2 separate regions of the Mus musculus genome follow, and region 2 is linked to region 1. Evidence: chromatin contacts called from public HiChIP or PLAC-seq data. All regions are on one chromosome and are shown on one strand. Each heading gives the region's core, a stretch centred on a gene start, on an enhancer-like site or on the middle of the called end of the contact. The rest is flanking DNA. Distances are from core to core; before and after follow the strand shown.

Region 1 (4,667 bases), core at 868-3,367:
GATGGTTGTGGTGTCTCACACCTTTAATCCCAGCCTTTAGGAGGCAGAGGCAGGCAGATCTCTTGAATTTCAGGCCAGACTGGTCTACAGAGTGAGTCCAGGACAGCCAATGGTTCTGTTACATACAGAAATCCTGTCTTGAAAAATAAAACAAAACAAGACAATAATTAAAAAAAAAAATGGAATCAAGGGCTGGAGAGATGGCTCAGCGGTTAAGAGCACTGACTGCACTTCCAAAGGACCTGGGTTCAATTCCCAGCAACCACATGGTGGCTCACAACCATCTGTAATGGGATCTGACGCCCTCTTCTGGTGTCTGAAGAGAGTGTACTCATATAGATTAAATAAATAAATCTGTTTTCAAGAACAATGGAATCAAGGCAAAGGGTAGTCCACACTTGTAACCCCAGCATAGCCAGCCCCCCAACCACATAGACCACCCCCCAACAGTAACGATTTTACGAACAGTATTATATGTATAGAAATCCCAAACACATAATACGCAGTATGAAGCCAGTTTTGCTTTCCTGTGATGTATTTGTTGCTGTAATATTCATGCATTACTCTGTGTGTGGTGTATGCATATGGTACATGTATGTGCATGTGATGTGTATGTGTGTGCATGTGGTATGTATGAGTGCATGCATTCTCAGACATAGAGCCAAGGGAAGACATCAAGTGTCTTTCTCTGTCATTTTTGTCTTTTTCTCCTGATCTCTTTGTGAACCTGGAGGCTGCTGGGGTTTGTTTGGTTTTGTTTGTTTGTTTGTTTGTTAGTCTGACTAGCCATGGAGCCCCAGCCATCCTTCAGTTTTTGCCTCCCACCCCCTCAGAGCTCAGGTTACAGGCCTGGCTTTTAGGGCTTCATGCTTGTGCAGCCAATGCCCTGACTGACACCCGTGCTGACTCCCAAGCTGATGCACTATTTTTAACCGAAGTCCATGGGTCTATTCATATTCCCCAGTTTCTTCATATTTCCCCATGTTCTCCTCTGCCCCAGATATCTGTCTAGGCTCTTCCATAACTCTGAGTCACCACAACTCCTCAGGCAATGACAACCTGTCTCTGATGACTCAGGTGGTTAAAAGCATGGCAGGTCAGTCTGTACTAGGGCTTTCCTCCACCCAGGGCTGCCCATAATTTTCCTCAGGGTGGGACTGAGACAGGGGGCTTGGGCAATGTCCCCAGGTCACCTTTGGAGTCCTCACTGTCAATCTGTTCTGCTCCGTGGCTCAGGACTGCTGATGTTGATACTGCACTGTGTTTGTTGTGCCTCTTCAGGATGGTCACCTCTGCTTAGCTCTGGGAAAGGAACAGGAAGAGTGGAGGTTTAAAGCCTCAGCTGGAACCTGCGCTGCTTCGGTGTAGGATTCTTTGTGAGAGCCTCATTGCCATCCATTGATTTAGTCACACGGGCTGGACTCTGGGATACTAATTTCATACTTTTGGCTATTCCAACACACACCCTTTGCTTATCTTTGTTGTTGCAATTGTTCAGCTTTGACCACAAGAGGGCTCTTTTGTCTGGGTTCTGTATTGCTTTGACATAATGTGTATGAGCGTTGTTTTTCTGAGTTCTTGATTTAGGCATTTTGGCTCATCTTTGGGCCTTTTCTGGCCTAGAACCTGCCACTGGCCCCATTTCTCTGTTTTGTACCTAACTAGTGGGTCTCTTTTTCTGGAGATGAGTAGGTTTGCGGGGGTGGGGTGGGGATGGGGTGCCCAAACTGCCTGTGGCTACATCCTCTCCATCCCTAAGCTCCTTACACTCTGCTCCGGACCCTAGGGCCAGCAGGACCCTGACTTCTCTTCCTCCATGTTGCATTTCTACCTATCTTTCAATTACTGTTCCTGGCTTTTGGCTTCAGTATAACCAGGAATGCCTGACATTTGGAAGAGAAGTAAAATGGACATTTGGATGAAACTCGGGGGCCTGGAGTCCTGTGGAACTGAAAGGGACAGCTACTGGGGCAGCCCCTCCTTGAAATTGAGTAATTTCACCTGCCCCTCCCCTCCACCCCCGCCGACTGTTCCCGCCGCTGGGCTACGCCCCTCTGCCCATGAATTCCGTGTTGTTAGAATGGCCACCAGGTGGCGCCGTAGACTGCTATTTGGACCCTGAAGTGCTCAGGTCCTCGCCCCGGGACAGGATCTACGCTTAGGAAGCCAGAATGCTCTGAAGAGGTGTTGGGAATGGGTGGCACATTTTCTGATGTGCTTGGCGCCTGGTGAACAATATCGGGAGGCTATGTCTATAGTATCCTCGAGTGCAGAAGTTCCTAGTCTCCAGGCAGCAGGAAGGGACAGGGTCCGTGGGGCGGGAGGGCAGGGGGATGGGAGAACGTGGCATTCTGAAAATTGCGCTGTAGGTCAAAGAAGGGGTGCGTGGGAATGTGTGGGGAACACACGGAGGCAAGGAAGGGGCACACAGGGAGCAAACCCGTTTGGATAAGGGCGGGGTGGGTGAAAGCTGGAGTTGGAGAGCTGTAGTGCACCCGGGTATGCAGGGACGTGGGAGGACAGAAGACTGGCTGCTTCCCAGCTTCCTGCCTCCTCTCTTCCGAGAAGTGACAGTGCCTACAGGGTGGAGCTAGTTGGGAAGGGGACCAAGCCAATGGGGGTTGAGGGAAGGAGATCTTAGAGAATGGGGGTAGGTAACCAAGCGATGACGGCGGGGGGGGGGGGGGGGGGGGGCAGGGGCGGGGAAATCCCTGAAGATGGGGAGGAGCAGAAAGAGGCCTGGGACTGTGGGGAGTACAGCATAGAAGCTGGGAAGAGGTCGAGAGAGATCCAGGGCTAGGTCTAGGGGTGAAGGCTTCTGGAGCGCTAACTCTACAGAGAAAGAAAGAAGGGCCCAGAGTACAGGAGGCAGCGCCACCCTTTTTCTCCCAGGAAGAATGTCCACTCTGTTTGTCCGGACCCAACTTCTGCCCTTGGCCTAAGAGACTCTGCCTGCCCTTTGAAGGACTGTGACATGTAGTTAGGTGCTCACTCCTCTTGGGGTTGGGGGGAGCCACATCTTTTGGCTCTCACTCAAAGATTCTTGTCTTCTGACACCTTCCAAGGACCTGGCAAACTCCCTGTTAACTTGGAGTCGGGTGGGGTCCATATATCAGACCGGAAGCCCTTGCAGTTGGAGATGTGGTGGCTCCCACAGGGGGGCTGGGATGGGAGTTGTTTCAGACTTAGGCCTCTCCAGGGCTGTAACTTCAGAAAGGACTCTCTGGCCTCTTTCCTTGCAGGCAGGAAACCACAGTGTCTCTTGGGAACCATATCCTTCGCACACTGAAGCAGAAAACTGTTGTGGCCACAAAACTAACTAAAGCTAGTTAGCGTTAGCACACTCTTTGCAGCAGCCTTTATCTTCCACTAACAAGTCACCCCCTATCTCTTGGTGCCAGCCTTAGAGCTTACCACCACTATTCACAATCGAGAGTCTATGTCTTTTGCTTTCACAGACTTGTGGTTCTTTGTCTCAATGGCTTGCCTACCATGCACCAGGCCCTTGGTATGATCGTCATGACAGCACAAAGAGGGTGTGGCAATAGACACATTGAATTCCAGCATTTGGGGATTTCTGCCCCACTCCCTCCCATTTAGCTCCGGAGTAAACAGCTCAGAGGTATCAGAATTTATTGACAAGCTGCAAGCCTAAGCTACGCAGGTTCTGGAATTATTATAACCCTGCTAGGCTATTAACAACCAGATAAGTGACCCATTATTTGCCAACTGAATCTTGCTCTGTTCTTCGTGTGTCCTCAGTGGGAGCTTCTCTTGGCCACAGGCTCATGGTCCATCCTCCCTCGAGGTGTCGTAGTGACATTCTTCTTCCACATCCTCTGTCCTTCCTCTCGTGGTCCCTACCCTGAGACCCTCCTTACTCGATCTCCAGTCCGACCTTCCTCTCTCTCCTGCCCAGTCACAGGCTCTAGCCTTTTATTACCCAATCAGAGATTGTTGGGGACATTCTTTACAGCACATTGGTTAATACAGTGCCCATGTACAGACTGTGACCTGATCATAGATAGAACTGAGCATCTAAACCTGCACACTACGCAGCGCACAAGACCAACCCCAAGGTCTTCGGGTCACCATCCTACGGCCTCCACTTTTATTTTATTTATTTATTCTTGGATTTCTTTTTAAAAAGAAATTTCTTAAGCCAGGCATGGTGGCACACGCCTTTAATCCCAGCACTTGGGAGGCAGAGGCAGGTGGATTTCTGAGTTCGAGACCAGCCTGGTCTACAAAGTGAGTTCCAGGACAGCCAGAGCTACACAAAGAAACCCTGTCTCGAAAAACAAACAAACAAACAAACAAACAAACAAAATTTTCTTACAATATATTCTAATCATGGTTTCCCCTTCCTAAATTCCTCCCAGATCTTCCCCAACCATCCAATTCCACATTCTTTCTCTCTCTCTTTAGAAAACAAACAGGTTAAAAAAAATTAAAACAACGCCCCCCAAATCTTCAAAGACGACAATTAAAAAATGTACACACGTGGTGAGATGGCTCAGCAGGTAAGAGTAGTGACTGCTCTTCCGAAGGTCCTGAGTTTAAATCCCAGCAACCACATGGTGGCTCACAACCACCTGTAATGAGATCTGATGCCCTCTTCTGGTGTGTCAGAAGACAGGTACAGTGTACTTATGCATAGTAATAAA
Region 2 (4,667 bases), core at 1,425-3,924, 390 kb before region 1:
TAAGCCCTCTGCTGTGCCTTTCACAGAGCGGCCCCCCCAGCTTCCTACAACCTGTCACTGTGCAGTTGCCCCTGCCTCCTGGCGTTACAGGTGAAGCTGCACGCCACAGGACTAAAGGTGGGTGCTTAGAGGGGGGAATAGCATTCAGAGGGGCTTCAGCCTTCTGTCATTTTCCATCCAGGCTTCAGTCTAGACCGCTCCCACCTGCATCTGCTCTACCGAACACCCCTGACAACCACCTGGGATGATATCACCACTCAGGTGGCACTGGAATTCACCCACCTGTATGCACGCTTCCAGGTCACGCACTTCTCCTGGTCAGTGTCCCCTAGCTTCCGCAGGACCCCTTCTGCCCTTCCTCTGTATGGCCACACCTCAACTCTGGCACTTCCAGGTACTGGCTCTGGTATACCACCAAAACCTGTGTGGGGGGCCTGGCCCGGAAGGCCTGGGAACGGCTGCGACTGCACCGTGTGAATCTCATTGCACTGCAGAGGCGCCGAGACCCTGAGCAGGTTCTGCTGCAGTGCCTGCCACGGAACAAGGTGGGGCAGCAGGAAGACAGAGGGGTGACCTGAAGGCCAGGCTGGGTACAAAGCTTTGGCCTCTGATCCCTGGTGGGTGCCCCACAGGTAGATGCCACCCTGAGTCGGCTGCTGGTTCGCTACCGTGGCCCTGAACCCTCTGAGACTGTGGAGATGTTTGAGGGTGAGAAGTTCTTTGCAGCCTTTGAGCGGGGCATTGATGTAGATGCAGGTAGGTCTCTTTTCCAGGGTGCCCTGGGGAGTGACACTTTGGCCCCTCCTACTGATTTGCTTCTCCCCCCTGCCTCCCCCAACCCCCCGCCCCCCCCACCAGACCGTCCAGACTGTGTGGATGGCAGAATCTGCTTTGTCTTCTATTCACACCTGAAGAACGTAAAGGAGGTATACATCACCACAGCCTTGGACCGGGAAGCTCAGGATGTTCGAGGACAGGTGGGCTCATGTGTCAGGATCCTGGACTGAGGTGCCTGGATCCGAGGTCAGCTCTGAACCCCGCATGCTCCTTCCTCAGGTGTCCTTTTATCGGGGTTCACTTCCTGTGGAGGTACCTGCAGAGGCAGAGGCTGCCCGGCAGAGGAAGGGTACAGATGCACTGTGGATGGCCACCTTGCCCATCAAGCTACCGGTGAGGCTGCAGAGGCTTCAGCTGACAAGAGGAGACAGTCCCAGGGTGACCAAAGATAAGAGAATGGGTCCAAGCTTTCTGTATCCTTGCCTCCTGACAGAGACTCCGGGGTGCCCAGGGGAGTGGGCAGGGGACTGACTTCTCCTTGATGCCTCTGAACCTGGGTGATGCAGAAACTGGATTCCTGACTCAGAGCAACCTGCTGAGTGTGGCCTCACGCCTAGGTCCTGACTGGCCAGCTGTGGCCCTGCACCTAGGCATGCCCTACCATAAGCTACAGCGTATCCGGCATGAATTCAGGTGAGCTTCAGGAGTTCTAGTGATCCTGCTGACTCCCAGCTTCAGGTTCAAGGCTGACATCTCCCCCACCCTCCACCCCTGCACATTAGCTGAAAGATTTCAAGGAGGTGGGGATAGAGCAAATACCAGCCTGGAAAAGGAGGGTCTGGTCACTAGCCCAAGGAACTTTTGAGGTATGTTGAGCCTCTGTGTGTGTTCCTGGGCAAACGTCTTCATCACCACCCCTCCAGGGATGACCTGGATGGCCAGGTCCGACACATGCTCTTCTCTTGGGCTGAGCGCCAGACTGGACAGCCTGGAGCTGTGGGACACCTGGTACAGGCCTTGGAACAGAGTGATCGGCGGGATGTGGCTGAAGAGGTGCGTGCCATCTTGGAGCTTGGCCGCCACAAGTACCAGGACAGCATTCGACGCACAGGGCTGGCCCCTGAGGATTCTACTCTGCCTGGCACCTCGGCTTCACAGACTCCAGAGTCTGCACAGGCCTAGGCTTACAGACTTAATTAAGATAGCTTTAAACTTGACTCGACCAGTGGGCAGAGCCCTATCCTTCTACCTCACCCGTGTGCTCCAGTGCCCCAGCATACAAAAACCCACTCACTGTCTAGCCCAAGCTAGCCTCCAACTCACAGTGAGTACATCTCAGAGATTGTTTTACATAAAGGATAGAGAGCAGGTTGCCCATACTTGCTACCATGCCAGGCCCTTCTGCTAAGATGGGAGCAGAGAAGGCCTGGAGGGAGAGATGGCTCAGTAGTTAACAACACTAGCTGCTCCTTCAGGGAACCTAGTTTGTTTCCTCTACCTACCTGATGGCTCATGACAATCTGTAACTCCAGTTCTGAAGGGTCAGCCCCTTCCTCTGGCCCCCACAGACACCAGGCACACATGTGTGCAGACAAGTATGCAGGCAAAACATCCATACAAATAAAATAAAAGCTATTTATTGTGTGTGTGAGACAGAATACCTTTGCAGAGATCATTCTCCCCCGTCTATGTGAATGAACTCGGGGTCACTCGGCTTGGTTGCAAACACCTTTGCTCAGTGAGCCATCTCTAGGCACTGATGAGTAATATTCCCCAGGGGTGGGGAGGAACTATTCTACATAGTAACCCTGCAGCAGGTAAGGATACAAAGTCATCTGTGACAGAATGCTGCATAAGCCCTGCCCACCAGAGTCTTATGGGCGGTGTCTAAGGAGCATCTCTCCTAAAGCTCCGGGACCAAACCTTCCCCAGACCGTCCCATCCCCATGCTTCCCTCCTACCTATTCTCAGTCTTTCAGGGCTTTGAGATAGGAACAAGGAGGGCCTAGGGATACGCCAGAAAGCCCACTCCCTCAAGGGTGGCCTGAGGCTGTGGTAGTGGCCACGCCGGCCGGGAGGGGGAGCCGAAGGCAGCAAAAACTTAGGGCGGAGCGGGCGCGCCTCCGAGAGACGCGCCTCCCCGCCTAGGTGCAGGCCCCGCGCGCGGCACAGCGGGGAAGCGATCCCGGCGGCTGCAGTGTGGTGAGTGCTAGCCGGTCATTTCCCGTGGCGCCCACTCAAATCTGGCTGGGTTGCAGGGAGGAAAAAGGGTGGCATTGGTGGCTGGGAGAGGTGACATCTGCTCAGACACTGCGGCTTTGGCGGAGCCTGAACCTAATGGGTACATCGACCGGCTGTCTCCGGGTGTGGAAGGCCGTGCTCGGTCCCGGCTCTGCCGGGCGCGCTCCCCGCGCACACGTGTCCCAGCAGTGTGGACGCTCCAGAGCCGAGGCTGGAGTTATTTCTGCCAGGGGTGGGGGGTGCTGCACACGTGAGAGCCCACTGGACTTGCGTGGGCACGTATATGGTCAGAGTCCGCGTTGTCTGTCTGGAGATAACGAGGCCAGCTGAGCCCGGACCTTGGGGTAAAGGGCATGATCTGGCCTGGAACAGAGGATGTGCCCCATACTGCTTTTCCTTTGTAGGACAGCTGGAGTACCTTTCTGTGGGAAACCTCTTTGTGGTCCTCCTAGCTAGCAAGACAAAGCTAACCTCCCTAAGAGGAAGGGGCAAGGGAGACTGGATTGGGGGAAGGGCACTCAAGTGGTGAGGCTCAACCCCAGTCCAGTCTCTCTCTCTCCCTTCTCTTCCCCCCCCCCCCTTCTTTCTTCCAGACAGGGTCTCTCTATGTGGAGCTAGTTGTTCTGGAATTCTCTATAGACCAAGTTGTCTTTGAACTCACAGACAGCCACCTGCCTCTGCCTCAGAGGGCTGGGATTAAAGGAGGGAGCCTCCAGTGTCACCAGCATTTCTTTTAGGTAGGAAACAGGCAGCTTTATTCATGAAAATTGAGGAAGAAACTGTATGGAGCTGTTAGCCTCTGTATGCTAACGGGGCTTTTCTCAGTTGGCCTGTGGCCTGACAGGGGAAGAAGGCAGAAAGCTCTGGATCCTCAGTGGCCTGACTGGACAATCAGGTTTCTATGGTAACATAGACAGCATCGAGGGAGCCCTGACATGTGTCTCAAACTGATGAGAATTAAAGAACACACACACAACACACACAAGCCAGGAGTGGTGGTGGCACATGCCTTTAATCCCAGCACTCAAGAGGCAGAGGCAGGCAGATCTCTGACTTTGAGGTCTACATGTTCTACACAGTGAGTTCAACCAGAGCAATCTTGTCTCAAAAAATCCTATATCAAAACCAAACTCTTTGGGTGGGGGAGGCGGGAAACAGACCAGACGGTTCCCTTTGTGTGGTGCTCCAGGCAGCAGAACCCCTTTGCTCTCAGCTCAGCAACTGTTCTCTCTGGTGTCCCGCCTGTTTTGTTTAGTTCAGGGTACAGGGCTGACTAAGCCCTGGGGATCTCAGTGCCTACCTGGCTCTTCCCCATGGACTTCAGACTGTCTGTCTGACTTCCAGGATACACACAATACCCAAGTCCCCAGGTCGCAGATATGTAGGAGATAGCATCTCAGGGACAGCAGACTGAAGGTAGAGGCATAAGGAAGGATGGGGCTTCTCCTAAAGATGGAGTAGCGGAGAGCTGCTGTATCTAGTTTACACTTGGAGCATGGCGTGGAGAGCAAGAAGTCAGACTACAGTTCAAAGGTCAGGCCTGCGCCACACACAAGGGCTAGGAGGGACAGGCACTCTTCCATTGAGACCCCTCGTATGCAGAGGTCAGAGGGCACCTGGAGTACCGCCTCCATGCTCTCTGGTCCCAA

The links. HiChIP or PLAC-seq counts read pairs in DNA pulled down with a chosen protein or histone mark.
Region 2: a contact with region 1 is called in a FOXA1 HiChIP or PLAC-seq map of pancreatic cancer cells. The contact joins the promoter of Slc25a22 here to the enhancer-like site in region 1. A contact is called at or near these places in 2 of 39 promoter capture datasets (liver and pre-B cells), 1 of 115 datasets of contacts at active chromatin or transcription factors (pancreatic cancer cells) and 2 of 9 other capture datasets (adipose tissue and liver).

Annotation. Positions count from the first base shown.
Region 1 is chr7:141,045,856-141,050,522 of GRCm38.p6, reverse strand. No RefSeq gene overlaps it. Among named protein-coding and RNA genes, the nearest start is that of B4galnt4, 13 kb to the left of the region's middle. Within about 2 kb of position 2,117, at least 297 of the 459 cell types and tissues checked have an H3K27ac peak or open chromatin away from gene starts, as enhancers often do. A contact at or near this core is called in adipose tissue, liver, pancreatic cancer cells and 1 more, where this site is marked.
Region 2 is chr7:141,435,881-141,440,547 of GRCm38.p6, reverse strand. Slc25a22 (solute carrier family 25 (mitochondrial carrier, glutamate), member 22) reads left to right here and starts at 2,674. Exons shown (of 10, transcript NM_026646.3): 1 at 2,674-2,979. It overlaps Pidd1 (p53 induced death domain protein 1), which reads left to right. Exons shown (of 16, transcript NM_022654.2): 9 at 1-90; 10 at 182-317; 11 at 395-545; 12 at 633-756; 13 at 859-977; 14 at 1,057-1,170; 15 at 1,271-1,470; 16 at 1,701-2,435. The coding sequence ends at 1,959.